Linked DNA regions of Mus musculus: region 2 is linked to region 1. The links are chromatin contacts, called in public ChIA-PET maps. All regions are on one chromosome and are shown on one strand. Each heading gives the region's core, a stretch centred on a gene start, on an enhancer-like site or on the middle of the called end of the contact. The rest is flanking DNA. Distances are from core to core; before and after follow the strand shown.

Evidence for each region. ChIA-PET counts read pairs in DNA pulled down with a chosen protein or histone mark.
Region 2: an RNA polymerase II ChIA-PET map of memory CD8 T cells shows a contact between it and region 1, with 8 read pairs. The contact joins the enhancer-like site here to the promoter of Slc38a9 in region 1. A contact is called at or near these places in 5 of 39 promoter capture datasets (the HPC-7 cell line, HPC-7-derived erythroid cells, cranial neural crest and 2 more), 2 of 484 Hi-C or Micro-C datasets (embryonic fibroblasts and rod photoreceptor), 3 of 115 datasets of contacts at active chromatin or transcription factors (the SCID.adh cell line, embryonic stem cells and memory CD8 T cells) and 2 of 9 other capture datasets (adipose tissue and liver).

The regions. Positions count from the first base shown.
Region 1 is chr13:112,656,737-112,663,644 of GRCm38.p6, reverse strand. It overlaps Slc38a9 (solute carrier family 38, member 9), which reads right to left and starts at 2,879. Exons shown (of 15, transcript NM_178746.4): 1 at 2,773-2,879.
Region 2 is chr13:112,690,674-112,697,581 of GRCm38.p6, reverse strand. It overlaps Slc38a9 (solute carrier family 38, member 9), which reads right to left. Exons shown (of 15, transcript NM_178746.4): 7 at 2,171-2,341. Among named protein-coding and RNA genes, the nearest start is that of Gm52034, 21 kb to the right of the region's middle. Within about 2 kb of position 3,136, at least 23 of the 459 cell types and tissues checked have an H3K27ac peak or open chromatin away from gene starts, as enhancers often do. A contact at or near this core is called in memory CD8 T cells, where this site is marked.

The DNA of each region.
Region 1 (6,908 bases), core at 1,630-4,129:
CTTAGCAAGAAGGAGTCACCCTGGCAGGTCCTTACCAAGCATCCAAAATAACTGCGCCCTGACCTTGGACTCCCCAGTCTTCAGAACTGTCAGATATAAACCTGTTTATAAATAAATTACTTCATCTCAAGTATTTTATGAGAATAGCATGAAAAAATAATAAGACAGGTCTCAAAAGGAAGTTGATGGCTTATAGAATTTGTGTGATACTGGGGTAAAAACAAATGTGAGTTAAAATGAATGTCAGGATTGAAATGGTGACCTTGAGAACAATGGGGATAGGAAATAAAAGGGGTTCTGGCTGGGTACGAGATAGCCAAGCCAAGGAGATAAGGACAGAGCCCTGGAAAAGCAACAACTTTGGCGGCAGGAGGCTCCATCTGGCTCCCACAAAGTCCCTACCACCACCTAAGAACATACCCAAGACAATGTTGCCCTTTCGACTCTTCATGCATCTAATTGCAACATAGTAAGAATGGCTTCCAATAAAGCCTCACCTGGTACATCCCCACTCCTACAGGTCTCTAAAGAGGATGGGGCTCTAAGTTAATCTATGACCTGCATAGGTATGCTAAAAGTCACAGAGATACTAGAAAGGAAAGGATGGCTGATTAATGTGTGACTATAAGTTGACTCCAACCCCAGGCAGCGAGGAGCTGGGGCTTGCTGTGCTTGGTGGTAGCATGGTCAGAGATGGGACTTGCTTGCCTGAAGTGTTCTCTAGTTATGACCTGAAGGGCCTAGGTGTTCTAACACCCTCCCTATAATTATCCATAACTGAATCTATAGTACCTATGCTAAGATGCTAGCATCAATTTGCAGAACACACTAGGTTGTGGTAAGATAAATATTTCTATGGACATAAACATCCAAGGAGTTTATGTTCTTTCTCAAAGGCTGATATTAGTTATTATCTAATACATTTACATATATGATAAAATTTAAGATACGTTATATTGTTTATTAGGCATAGAGAGACTTTTTCTATAATGGGGCAGAAAGAAATTGTTTAAGCCACTGGGCATCTGGAATTATTCAGCTCTGCCTTTTAGTATGACAGATAGTATGGAAATGAGTATACATGGTTGTATTCTAATAACACTTTTTAAAAGGAAAACAGACATCAGCAGGCGATATTTTGGTAAGAGTTTATCTACCTCTGTAGTATTAAAAAAAAGGGAATTGTGTCATTCAAAAACAGCAGCCTGGTAGATGCAGTTATTACACGTGTATCTCTTTTCTCTATAAGTCCACTAGGGTCTACTAACACACATATATTCCTTCTTTATGAAGACTTTACCGGTGTGTTAATAGCTAATAGCCATAATTCTACAATTCTGATGTTACAGGGCGGAGGAGGGGGAGGCGCATTTTTCTACTCTGCTTAACTAATGCTTCAAAGAATGTTAAAATCTGGCAGTGATGGACACAACGTAGTCTAGAAAGCACCAAAGCAATACTATGACAACAAAGAACTTCTCCTTTTCCTAGATGAGCAACACTAGATTTTCTGAAGTTGAGTTTTAGATTAAAACAAACAAACAAATAAACAAACCAAAAACTACTAGCAAAGCACTAAAGTTTAAATGTATTATAAAAACACAGGCCTGCTAAAAATTTTTAACCTCTTATAATTTTTTTCCTTTTTCCTATATCACTAGTGTTGGACATCACTATGTGCACCATAACACCTGTTTTTTTTTTTTTTTTTTTTTACAAAGGTGCAATGACCCATATACACGCTGGGTCTTCATGCTTGCAAGGTCAGCACTTTAGAGACCAGCCATTTTTCTAGCCCTGGGTTTCAGATTTTAAGTCTCACTATTTAAACTGGAGACCATCCGTTCCCCTGGCTCACCTAAGTCCTGGGCTTACAGGCTTGCCCCATGTCTATCTGATTGTAGTTGTTTACAAGGCATACAGGTTTCTCTTTAATTTACAAGTTTCTTTTGATCTACTGAAAAGTTCTGTTGAAAACAAATAACAAAACCCCAAATAAATAGCGAACAAACAAAAACTTTTGTCTGGTACTCCACATGCCACTTCTTTGTTATATTTGAAGGCATGGAATAGGAAAACAGAGAGTGACCTCAACAATAAATGAGGCACTGCCAGGGGATCCTTACAATTAGGTTTTGGGCAAGTTGGCTAATAACTGACTGATGGATAAGCAGATGTCTTCAATTTTTAAGACATCCTGATTTGTAAACCGAGGAGAAAACGTTTGACTAGCTGCCTCACAACTCCAGTATTTCAAGACAGCCAACACAGCATTGCCACCCACAATTAGAGCAGTCAGTCACTCATGGGCTGGGGAAGTAGCTTGGTGGTAGAGCGACTTCATTGCCCAGCCCTGGGTTGCATCTTCCAGCACCTGTCCCAGCACAAGTGAGTCAGAGTCAAACACCAGTGTGGTAGGCACAGCAGGGGCTTCCGCTCCCAATTCTCCTCTCTAGATCTTTCTCTATCCCTGCAATAATCCCAACAGTCCTCTCACCCCGGCTTCGGGTGTTCATCTGCTGTAACCCTTCCTGCCTTTTCCCAGCAGACCCAGACTTTCTCAGCTCCCGCGGACTCCCCGTACTTGACCCATTCGAGGGACCTGCGCCACTCTGGAGCAGTGTCCCTAGCCCGGGGCTTGGCTCTCCCGGCATCCCAAAGACCCCTCCGTGCTGACAGCCCGATGGCTGCAAACTCAGCCCTTCCTTCCTCGCCTGGGCTCCCTCTTGGACTGTCCCAGGGTGAGTTTGCCAGGAGCGAGAACGTGTCTACCTCAGCAGGCCAATCCCTCTACGTCGGAAAACCAGAGCAGGAGGCGAAGACCCTTTCACAGACCTCTCAGTTGGCAGCGGCTTAGAGAGAATAGTCCTCTAAACAGGAAGAGGCAACGGCTTAGGCCGCGGGGGATGGCGGGGGATGGAGTCCTAGGAAAACACAGTCCACCGCTTCTGTGAAAGCGCCGCCATCTGAAACTACAACTCCCAGAGGGCTCTGCAGCAGCCGGCCAGCCTATCAAAGAACCCCGCCCTCCAGCTCCGGAGGCGGGGTCGCTGAGCAGGTGCTCGAACATCTGACCGGCTGGGTTGTCTTCTCCTCCCGAACTACCTAGGAAGAGAGAAAAAGAAGAGATCTCTTTAGGTGCTTTACAGCATCACAGGCCACGTGAGAACAAGATGATGTGCCTGACGTCCCTGGTGACGTTTTTCTCAGGCTTTCCTGGCTCGTGTTATGTTCTTAGGTCACGCCCTTGGATCCCGAGGGAAGCTGGATTGGGGTGGAATGGGGGAGTTGTTAATGAGCATTGATTTTTCTCCTGTGGTCTTCTTGTTTGTTTTGTGTTTGTTTTGGTTTGTTTTTTGTTTTGTTATTCGAGACAGTTTCTCTGTGTGTCCCTGTCTGTCCTGGAACTCACTCTGTAGACCAGGCTAGCTTCAAACTCAAAAGATCTGCCTGCTTCTGCCTCTGCCTCCTGAGTGCTGATATTAAAGGCGAGTGTCACCAGTGCCAGGTCTGGGTCTCTCTCTCCCCCTGGCCCTCCCCCTGTCCCTCCCCTCCCCACCCCACCTAAAGTCAATGTATGTTGGTAATGAAGTCATCTCATGGTAAGATCCCTAAGACTGATATGGCATGTCTTAAAACCAGGGCTCTATAAAGAAAGCTAACATTCAAAAGCAATGTGCTGTAATGTGATCAAGACCCCAAGACCTAAACTTATCAAATAGTAATGAATTCCAAGAATTTTACATTTATCATTTTGTAAAGTCTTTGGAAACTTCATGTTTTACCTATTTTTACCGATAATGAAACAGTCTTAGAAAAGTTGTGACATGGCAAGGCTAGACAGACTTTCAAGTGGCAAAATATCTGGAATTCAAACCAAGGTCTTCCAAACTCTGCTCTCAAACTCTTCTAAATATCCGCTCTGATACTGAGGGCTTAAAATTGCAAGTAGTAGTGAATGGTGCCTTTTAGGGAGATACAAGTTATTTTGTTGACAGTGTTCTTGTTCCAAAAGGCTTACAACTGCATCTGGCTGTACATCTGCATCTGCATTTGAAAATGAATGATACATGATTTTTGTAAGTCTCTGTAATAGGAAAATTTTCTTTTTCCTTTCTTTTTTCTTTTTTTCCTGAATTCCAGTCTGAGAAAACAGTTTTAGTCAAGATTGGAAAGAGCAAAATAAATAAGCACCTTACAACTGCTGGAGAGATACTTAAAACCACAGTAACAAAATTGCTGAATTTGATAAGGCAGCTCTGGCCAACTCCCACTTTCAGGTAGTGGTGACCTTAAAGATGGCAGTCTACATTCTTGACGAAGGTCACTGGCACCAGAGGGAGAAGAGACCTTCTCAAGAAATTGTAACTGCCTAGTGTTCTTGAAGGTTTCCTACAAGGTTTTACCTTGGTTTTATGGGCAAAACCTTGGTTTCATGGTTTCTTGGCTCACAGGGCAGTGCTTGTCCAAATATTTGAACACATAGTCATAGCTACAGGCACAAGGTCTCAGTTCAAGCAAGAAATAAACAGACTAGTACTGTGCCAGGTTTCCCACTAAGAAATCCTTAATAATACATTCATGTACTATAGAATAAGATTTAAAAATTTCTCAAGATACAGATAGATCAACAATTGAGAACAAATTCTAAGACACACTTAGCTTGAGTTTCCATTGCTGAAAAAAAAAAAAGCAAGTCGGAGAGGAAAGGGTTTATTTGGCTATATCAGTTTTCATCAGCAAAGGAAGTCAGAACAGGAACTCAAACAGGGCAGGAACCTGGAGGCAGGAGCTGGTGTAGAGGCCATCATGTACTGCTGACTGGGCTGCTCCCCATGACTTGTGTAGCCTGTTTTCTTACATAACCCAGTACCACCAGCCCAGGGATGGTACCACCCACAATGGGCTGGGCCCACCTACATCAATCAGCAATAAAGAAAATGCCCTACACACAATACCCAGGAACATGTAATGGTCAAGCAGAGAAGGAGGCCTCTAAAGGGAAGATTCAGAATGATTTGCTCGGAGCAGTAGACGAGAACAGCCAGGAAAAGCCAGGGAGGAGAGTACAGTTTTTCATGACTGTTTGGTTTTTATTTTTATTTATTTTTATATTTTTAATTACAGTCTCTGTATCCCACATTGACCCAGAACTTGCCCTGTGACCCAGGATGGCCTTGAACTTATGACCCTTTTGCCACCTAAATGCTAGTAGTAGCAGCAGCAGCAGCAGCAGTAGTAGTAGCAGTAGTAGTAGAACCTGAATCACCGGGCCTAGTTTTTTCATCTGTTTTTGTGGAAAGTTTAGCTATATACAGATGTAGAAAGTATGGGGAACCTCTATGTTTCCATTACTCATAAAAAAAAAAAAACAAATAATAAAGAACCAAGTCTCATGTCCTCTATAACCACATCTTGGTATATCTAAAATACAGAGACTGTTTTTAAGAAGTCATAACCTCCATATCAGCATACCTAAAACATGAATATTCGCTTAACATTGTTTAGTATCTAGTCAGTTAATATATTTCCTGAAGCTGTGGAGATAGCTCAGTTGGAAAAGTGCTTCCCCACAAAGCACAGAGACTTGGATTTAATCCCCCAAAACCACATCATAAGAAAAAGCCCAGACTCATGATGGCATGTGCTGGTGATACCAATGCTGGAGATACAGACACAGGTGAAGCCCCAGGGCTCACTGGCTGGCCAGGCTAGCCAGCTGATCAGTGAGAGACCTTGCCTCAGAAAATGAGATGGATGGCTCCCAAGGAAGGACACCGAGGATGTTCCAGGCTTCCATGCATATAAACATACACACATGCTCCCACATAAAAAAGCATGCCTTCACACACACTCAAAATAAATATCTCAATTTTTGTTTTTGAGATCGGTTCTCACTATGTAACTCTGAACTGGCCTAGAACATGCTTTGTAGACAAAGACTGGTCTCAAACTCATAGAGATCTGCCTACCTCTGCCTCCTGAGTGCTAGATTAAGGACATGTGCCACCATGCCTGGCCCAGTTTCTTGCTTTGTATTATAAACTTTATAGCTGGTAAGACTCTGGACCCACACGTGTTTGATTTGTCTCTTCTCTCCTGAGACATTTTTTCCCAGTAACATTTCCTGAATTTTGTATTTTATTGTCTCTGCATCTGTGCTGAGACATAACATCTTCTGTTTCTTCTATTTGCCATGAACTGGGAGTTAAGTCTAAGAATTTGATTAAAGCTGAAGTTGAGTTTGAAATCAAACCTCTACATGTAGCGTTTTGTATTTCCCACTGTGATACATCAACCAGCACATGGTTCTTGGAGGTCTTTGCTTTGTGGTATAAAGTTGGCCCAGTGTGTTTAAATGTTGTCCTCTTTAAGGAGGTAGCTAGGTAAGATCACACGCCGGTTACCTACCTCCCTACTGATGCACTAACTGGTGTGTCTAGCCTAGCCTAAGGCCCTAGGGTACCATGCATCCCATAATAGCTTATGTGAGGCCCAACACATTTGTAGATAACAGCATCAGGTCATAGTGTCATAAGGTTGGACACCCCTGGCAGAGTTTCCTGTACCACACTATCTTCAAAAGAGCTAAAGAAGTAAGGTGGAAAAAAACAAACATCATAGTGTTCTGATTTTACTGTAACAGGAAAAGACTCACTGAAAAGATGCCAAGGCCCAGATTTCCCCTCCCACAATTCCAAGCTTCATGGAGAATGATACCTCCACTTTGGGGATGGAGAAGGAATTAAATCCTGACCACAGACTTGAAGCAGTAAGAACTTATCACCGTGATGTCAGTTCTGGGTGGAACCCTATGCATCCCGTGGCCCTGTACCTGCAGATGCTGCTGCTGGACCTGTGATAGATGGCCAGTACTACAGTTAGGAATCTTTCTGACAACTGCAGCT
Region 2 (6,908 bases), core at 1,887-4,386, 34 kb before region 1:
ATACCTGGCCGAGCCTATTTGGGAAGTCACTTAAAGCTTTCATAAGATACAGTAAATGCTTTTAGAAAGCCAAGGCTGTATAGTAACTAATGCGCTTGTAAGAACTGTGGAGTTACACCAGAGGAAGCACCAAAGGGTACAGGCGCATGCAGGCGCCCAAGCACTCGTGTGCGATGGGTAAGCTGTGTGCTCAGCCAGACATTGCTGTTTGTTTGGCACAGGGTCATGCTTACTACCTAAGAAACAAACATAACTACAGATACTTTAACGTTTGAATTAGAGTGTGCGGAGTATTTCATAGCCCATGCTTTCTCAATGCATGTGATATCATTTTCAAGGAGAAAAAGTCATTCCTGAAGGGAGGAAAAAATTACTTTTAAGAGACATAATGTGGAGATATACCGTTTATTAAAGGTGATATTAAAAATTCACTGAAGCATCAATTGGAATAAAATGTCTAAAAAGTGTTCTCAAGGGGCAATAATTTTTTTAGAAGTGGGGAACTAGAAAACCCTGCTACAGACTATGGGAACAGAAGAATGTTGGCAGCTGTCACACTCATGTGAGGAATATGCAGATTCCTTGTATCATTCTGTTTATTTTGTACATGTCTGAATTTTTTTATAACAAAAAGTATGAGTCTTATAATAGACTGAAACTACATTTACAAAGCCAAATTAAGGAAAAACTATTTCTAAAGTATGTAAGACTTTCAGCAAGAAAAATGTGAAAGACATTAAACAGAAATTTAAACTCTGCTATGATCATGGATAGGAAAACAATATCCTAGGGTATTTTCTTCCCATACCTATAAACTCAATGCAATTCTGATTAATCCTAAATCAATAGCTTAATGATATTAATTACGGTATGTTGACTGAAAAATTCAATGCAATTTCAATCAAGATCTGATTATATTGTTATAGAATTTGACAAGTTGGTCTACTCTAATATATATATAAAAGACGAATCTTAATGAAAAAAAAAAAACTAAAAAAACGAATTTGAAGGTTTAAAAAAAAGATCTGCCTAGAATCACTGCATAGAAGTGAATACAAGCTATTAAGACATTGACAACACAATGGTGGATACATGGTTAGTATAAATCATCAGTCTTAGATGCTCAAAAACCCAAGTGGAAGATGGAGAAAACCTATTCCCAAAGTTCTCCTCTGACTTCTCACACATGCCCTGGCATGTGTGTACCCACCCATACACAATACAAATAAATGCCAAAAAGGAAGCTTAAAATGGACATCTTCCATCCAATTAAAAGCCATTATGAAAAGTGCTTGACTTGGCCATTTAATGCCCTCCGTAGAACAACAAATCAAATCAAATCAAAACAAAACCAACACACACACACCAAACCCCAAATCCCTTAGGAGACAGAGGACGTCAGGGGCAGACGGCAAGGTAACTTCTGGGCATGATATGATTGTGCACTCTGAATGCACAGCAGTTGTGACTAACTTCCTAAGGCTGGATGGTCAAGACACTTCCAACAGGCAACCCCTGATGGGGAGGGAGAGACAGTGTGGCTGTCCAGTGGTGCAGACACTGCTGAAGCGTGGGTGCGTGAGCAGACAAGCTCTCACCCATGTTCCTGGAAATGATGTGAGCAACCCCAGTGAAACTCACTGGGGGACAAAAAGAAAGGCATCAAAGTAGGAGGAGTCTAGCAGGGAGGAGGAAAGGGGAAAAGGGGAGCAGAACAGGAAGTGCATATGATTGAACAGGAAGTGCATATGATTGAACAGGAAGTGCATATGATCGAACAGGAAGTGCATATGATCGAACAGGAAGTGCATATGATCGAACAGGAAGTGCATATGATTGAACAGGAAGTGCATATGATCGAACAGGAAGTGCATATGATTAAACAGGAAGTGCATATGATTGAACAGGAAGTGCATATGATTGAACAGGAAGTGCATATGAATGAACAGGAAGTGCATATGATTGAAATACATTATGAAAATGTCAGAATGAAACCCATTATCTATGTAAAAAATTCATGTTTATACACACAACATTTGAGCATAGAAAAGCCTAATCAAGTGCATTATCCAGGATTTATAATACTTTACATAAAAAAATGTGAGGCTAGAACTAAAATATTACAATGATATTTGAGAGTAACTGTGTTAAAGGCTAGACCAATACTTACTAAAAATAAACTTTCCAGTATTAAAAAGAAAATTAGACATAAGCACCCAATAAACTATCATTGCTCCAATGAGCGACACCAAGGAGAAAAGGAGACTTGACCATTGCCCAAAGGAGCCAAAATAATGTTTGCAGACATCTGGATATTCCCAGGTACTCGTGTCCGATGTACCTAGATAAAAATGAAAGAGAAAGAATGAGACTAGGTACTGTTATACACTCCACATTCATAATTTGATTTCCCCCAATTAACTCAAAATATTTAGCAAAATAGTGTGGCTACTTTACCAACAAATACAAGAACACATTATGGAAAAAAATAGCAATAAAATATTATACAATAAAATAGAAATCTGTTCAGTGAAATAGCATAATCAGAGAAACAACTAGGATCCTAACTTTTTATAACGAATTAGAGCATGTGATAACCAAGAGTGGGAAAACTAATTAGAAGGAAATCGAACACACACTCTCTTTTTAGTTGTAAGGAGACGGTGTCTTGCTACACAGCCCACGCTAACTCCAAACTCACAGCAATCCTCAACCTCCCAGGTTTCTGGGATTGCAGGCGTACATCACCCCGTCAGTTCATTTAAAACTCTACGTAACAGTTAAGCACTGTTTGACATGAGTGAAAGCTGCCTTGAGTCATATTTTATGCTATAAGCCAATTTAAATGTTAGATAACTAAGTTAAGAATTTAAAAGTAAAGCATGGAAACGCACACCTGTAATTCTAGACTTCAGGATGCTGAGGCAGAAACAGGAAAACTCCAGGCCAGCCTGGGCTACACAGTGAGTTTCTGAACAGCATGAAAAACATAAACAGAGCAAGACAAAAACAACAGCACAAGATTAACACATTACAGTCACAGCATTGAAGTCTCAGATGAAAGGCTAGCCTGTCTCTGAACTGAGGAAACGGTAACAGGGAAACAGAAAGTCTCACAGAAGCCATTCAGACAGAGTGAGAAAGGAAGCCACAGGAACTTGTAGACAGGAAACTAACAGCAACGTCATAGAGGGTACTGAGAACAACTATAAAGGCACTCATAAACTATAAAGACTCACGGACAACTGGGAAGAGAGGACGAACAAACAATACACTTAAAGAAAGCCATACCACTTTGCAAGCAGAGGCAAGCGGATTTCTGAGTTCGAGGCCAGCCTGGTCTACAGAGTGAGTTCCAGGACATCCAGGGCTATACAGAGAAACCCTGCCAAAAAGAAAAAAAAAAAAAAAGAAAAGAAAACAGAACAGAACAAAACTGGAAACACAAAATAACATGCTTCAAAGCAGCCTATCATTCATGTATAGCTGGAACCACTGGAAATTACTACAACTCTTAGAAATAAATTTAAATTTAGTGGTTGTCCTTCCCTCCTTCCTTCCTCCCTCCCTCCCTCCCTCCATTCCTTCCGAACTGGTGATTGAACCCAAATGGCTTTGCACATGCTAAGTATGTGCTCTGCCACTTGGCCATATCTCCAGCCCATGACTTTTCCCCCTTTGGGGTCAAAATTTAAATGAAGCAATCCAAAAGAATACATAAAATATGCATACATTATTTTAGAAGGGTATCTCTTAGGATAGTAAACAACAGACCAGGGTGTAATCATGCAGCAGTCCACAACTGTTAATCAATACAACAGAGCCACAAGGTATAATGCACAGTCATTCAACAAACCAAACAACAAACAAAGGTAATAATGGTGACTGCACCCATAAAGTTCACTTAAAAAAAAAGTGATGAAGTGGGAGCCAAGACTGTAAGAAAACATACTAAATGATAAAAGAACACAAAGACATTTGTATAAGAAAGAACAAAAATATTTAAGAATTTATGATAAAAAGAATACAAAGACATTTACATAAGAACATACACAAAAATACTTATATTTCTATGGTTGGATTATTGCGATAGCAATTTCTTTGTTTCAATATCTCAGTAAGGAATAAGAACACAAAGAGGTCTAAGACAAGGTTATTTTAACTGCCCTCAAATTATAGTTACTTTATGACTCATCTTGTTTCCCAGGGGTGGGGGTGGAGAGAAATGAGGGATATAATGTGTCTGTCTGTGTGTATTATATGGTAGTATATACGTAGGAGCAGTAAAGTACTGACCTAGCCCCCAAATCTTGTCCAATATATGTGTTTTTATGGTTCTACTCCAATAGCATTCTTATAAACATTGGGGTGTCTAGAATAAAAATAAACCACCTCAAAGATAGGATAAAAACACTTTTAGCCTATAAATGTCCAATCATGCTGGACTCTGAAGAATACAGATAACAAGCTTATCTATAGATACAGCACAGGAACTTTTCTTCATGAATGACGGATGAGAGCCATCTCGTTGATTAGCAGTTGTATCGTTAATGTCCGGGTGGAGAGTTTCACCGTAACTGCTATACACGGTAGTCATGGATTTGTTTTCTCTGCAGGTTACCTAAAGCACGGACTCCACCTTGGAGGGATGTGGCTCCTACAAATGTCCTCTTGATTACCTTACCAGGATGATTTCTGGTAATGACCTGCGATTTTGTGATATACTTCTTTTAAAGATGCTATATCGTCTGCATTGATCAGGAAAAATCTCAATTGCTAGTTTATATGTGCAATCTCCTACATCTTTTCTAATATCTTTTTTTTTATTTTTTGAGTTTTTCAAGACAGGGTTTCTCTGTATAGCTCTGGCTGTCCTGGAACTCACTCTGTAGACCAGGCTGGCCTTGAACTCAGAAATCCGCCTGTGCTGGGATTAAAGGCCCGGCTCTTTTCTAATATCTTTATGGATTTATTTTTTCATATTTTAGTTAGAATGCCATCTGGAGTATATTTTTGTATAAGGTATCATACAGAGTTCCCCCCCACACACACACACACAGAGTCACACACACACAGACACACAGAGAGACACACACACAGACACTCTCACACACACACACAGACACAGACACTCACACACACACAAAGACACACACACACAGACACTCACACACACACAGACACACACACACAGACACACACACACACACATACACAGAGTCACACACACACAGGCACACAGACACACACACAGAGAGACACACACACACAGACACTTTCACACACACACACACACACACACACACAGAGCAGATACTCAGTTTAACAGACATCAAATATGACATTAAACTCATAAACCTGAGATTCATGTTTCCTTTTCCAGTCTAATTTTATAAAGATTAAACATTTTTATTCCATGTGTATGGATGTTTTGCCTGAATTTCTCTACCATGTAGTCCCTGAGGTCAGATCAAGGCATTTGATCTCCAAGAACTAGAGGTCAGAGAGCTACGAGATGTAGGTGCCAGGAACCAAACCTGGGTCCTCTAGAAGAGCAGTAAGAGCTTTTAAGCAGCAGCCGCCTGTCTATCCCGTCCGTCCTCTCTGGTATTCCTGTCTCTAAGGCAGTCGTCCTCTGCTTTATTACGGTTGCTCCATAGTATGTCTCAGTACCTGGTCGGTCTCATTCTTCCACACCACTTCTTTTTCCTCCTTAATTTCCCTGGCTCTGTTTGAAATGGGACTGAATTTATACATGTGGCTTTTTGTGGCTTGCCATACTGAATCTTCCAAACCACATGGCATGTTTTTCTTACTTGCGCAGATTTTATTCTTTGTGTTGAGGTAGACTATTTTTTTTTTCCCATCAAATGTGTTCTCTCGCTAAATTTTATCTACGTCCTTTAGAGTTGACTGCTGTGGTGAGTGGAATAATGCTCTCTGCACTGTAGTTCTAGCTGCTGATTCTTGATTTCGTAGGCAGTTAACTTTCAGATTCTTATTAATTCTAATCGCACAAGTCGGCATTGTGATGCATTCTTTTGCTGTAATTATTAGTCTGTTCTAGTTTTTATGATAGCTCAACATTCTTTGGTGTATTGATACTATGTCAGACAGCTAGGAGTCATCATGAGCATTTCCTAGGACTTCGTCCTCTTCTTCCTCTTCTTCTTCCTCCCCTTCTTCCTCCTCCTCCTCTTCTTTGACTTAAATGGAAACAGCTCTAGGCATTTTATCACTGTAGAGCTGCTGGTCCTGGTTTGGGATACAGAAACTGTAATTTGTGTAAGTCGCGCTTTCCTTAGAGCTTTACAAGATAAAGGATGCTTGCCACCATCCGATGGCTGTTTTTGTGGGGTGGCTGACAATTGATGCAACGCTGGACTTTACCTTGATTTTGTTAGTGCAGTGAACTGTGTTTGGCTTCCTAATAACAAAGTGTCCTCCCCCCTCGCTAGAATAAACACATTTTAAACACATCCTATTTTAAACACAGGATATTATTTTTTTACACTACTGATTCAAACATTTTGTAAGTTTGTTTTTCTTTTATTTTTTTGTCCTGTGCGGCCTTGTATTAGGCTTGTGCTGTCTTTGTAAAATGAACTGATGCAAGTTCATTCCTTTAAATGGAAGAGTTTAGGAAAGGCAGGCATTACCTGCTCTGTAGCAGGCAGAGGAGGCTTGCCAGGCAGACAGCCTGAAGTAAAATTCCCACTCTCTGCATTTGTATAAAGAGCTCTCTTCCCTTTCAGTCAGCACAAAACCCACAGAAACCAAAGGCTAAACAAACTCAACCAGGAGACTGAATGGCTTTTAAACAAGGCTTCTCCCAAGATCTCAAACAGTGACAACAAACTCCCCAGTGACAGACTCTGCTTAACTGGAGAAAGGAGCTGCTTAGACAG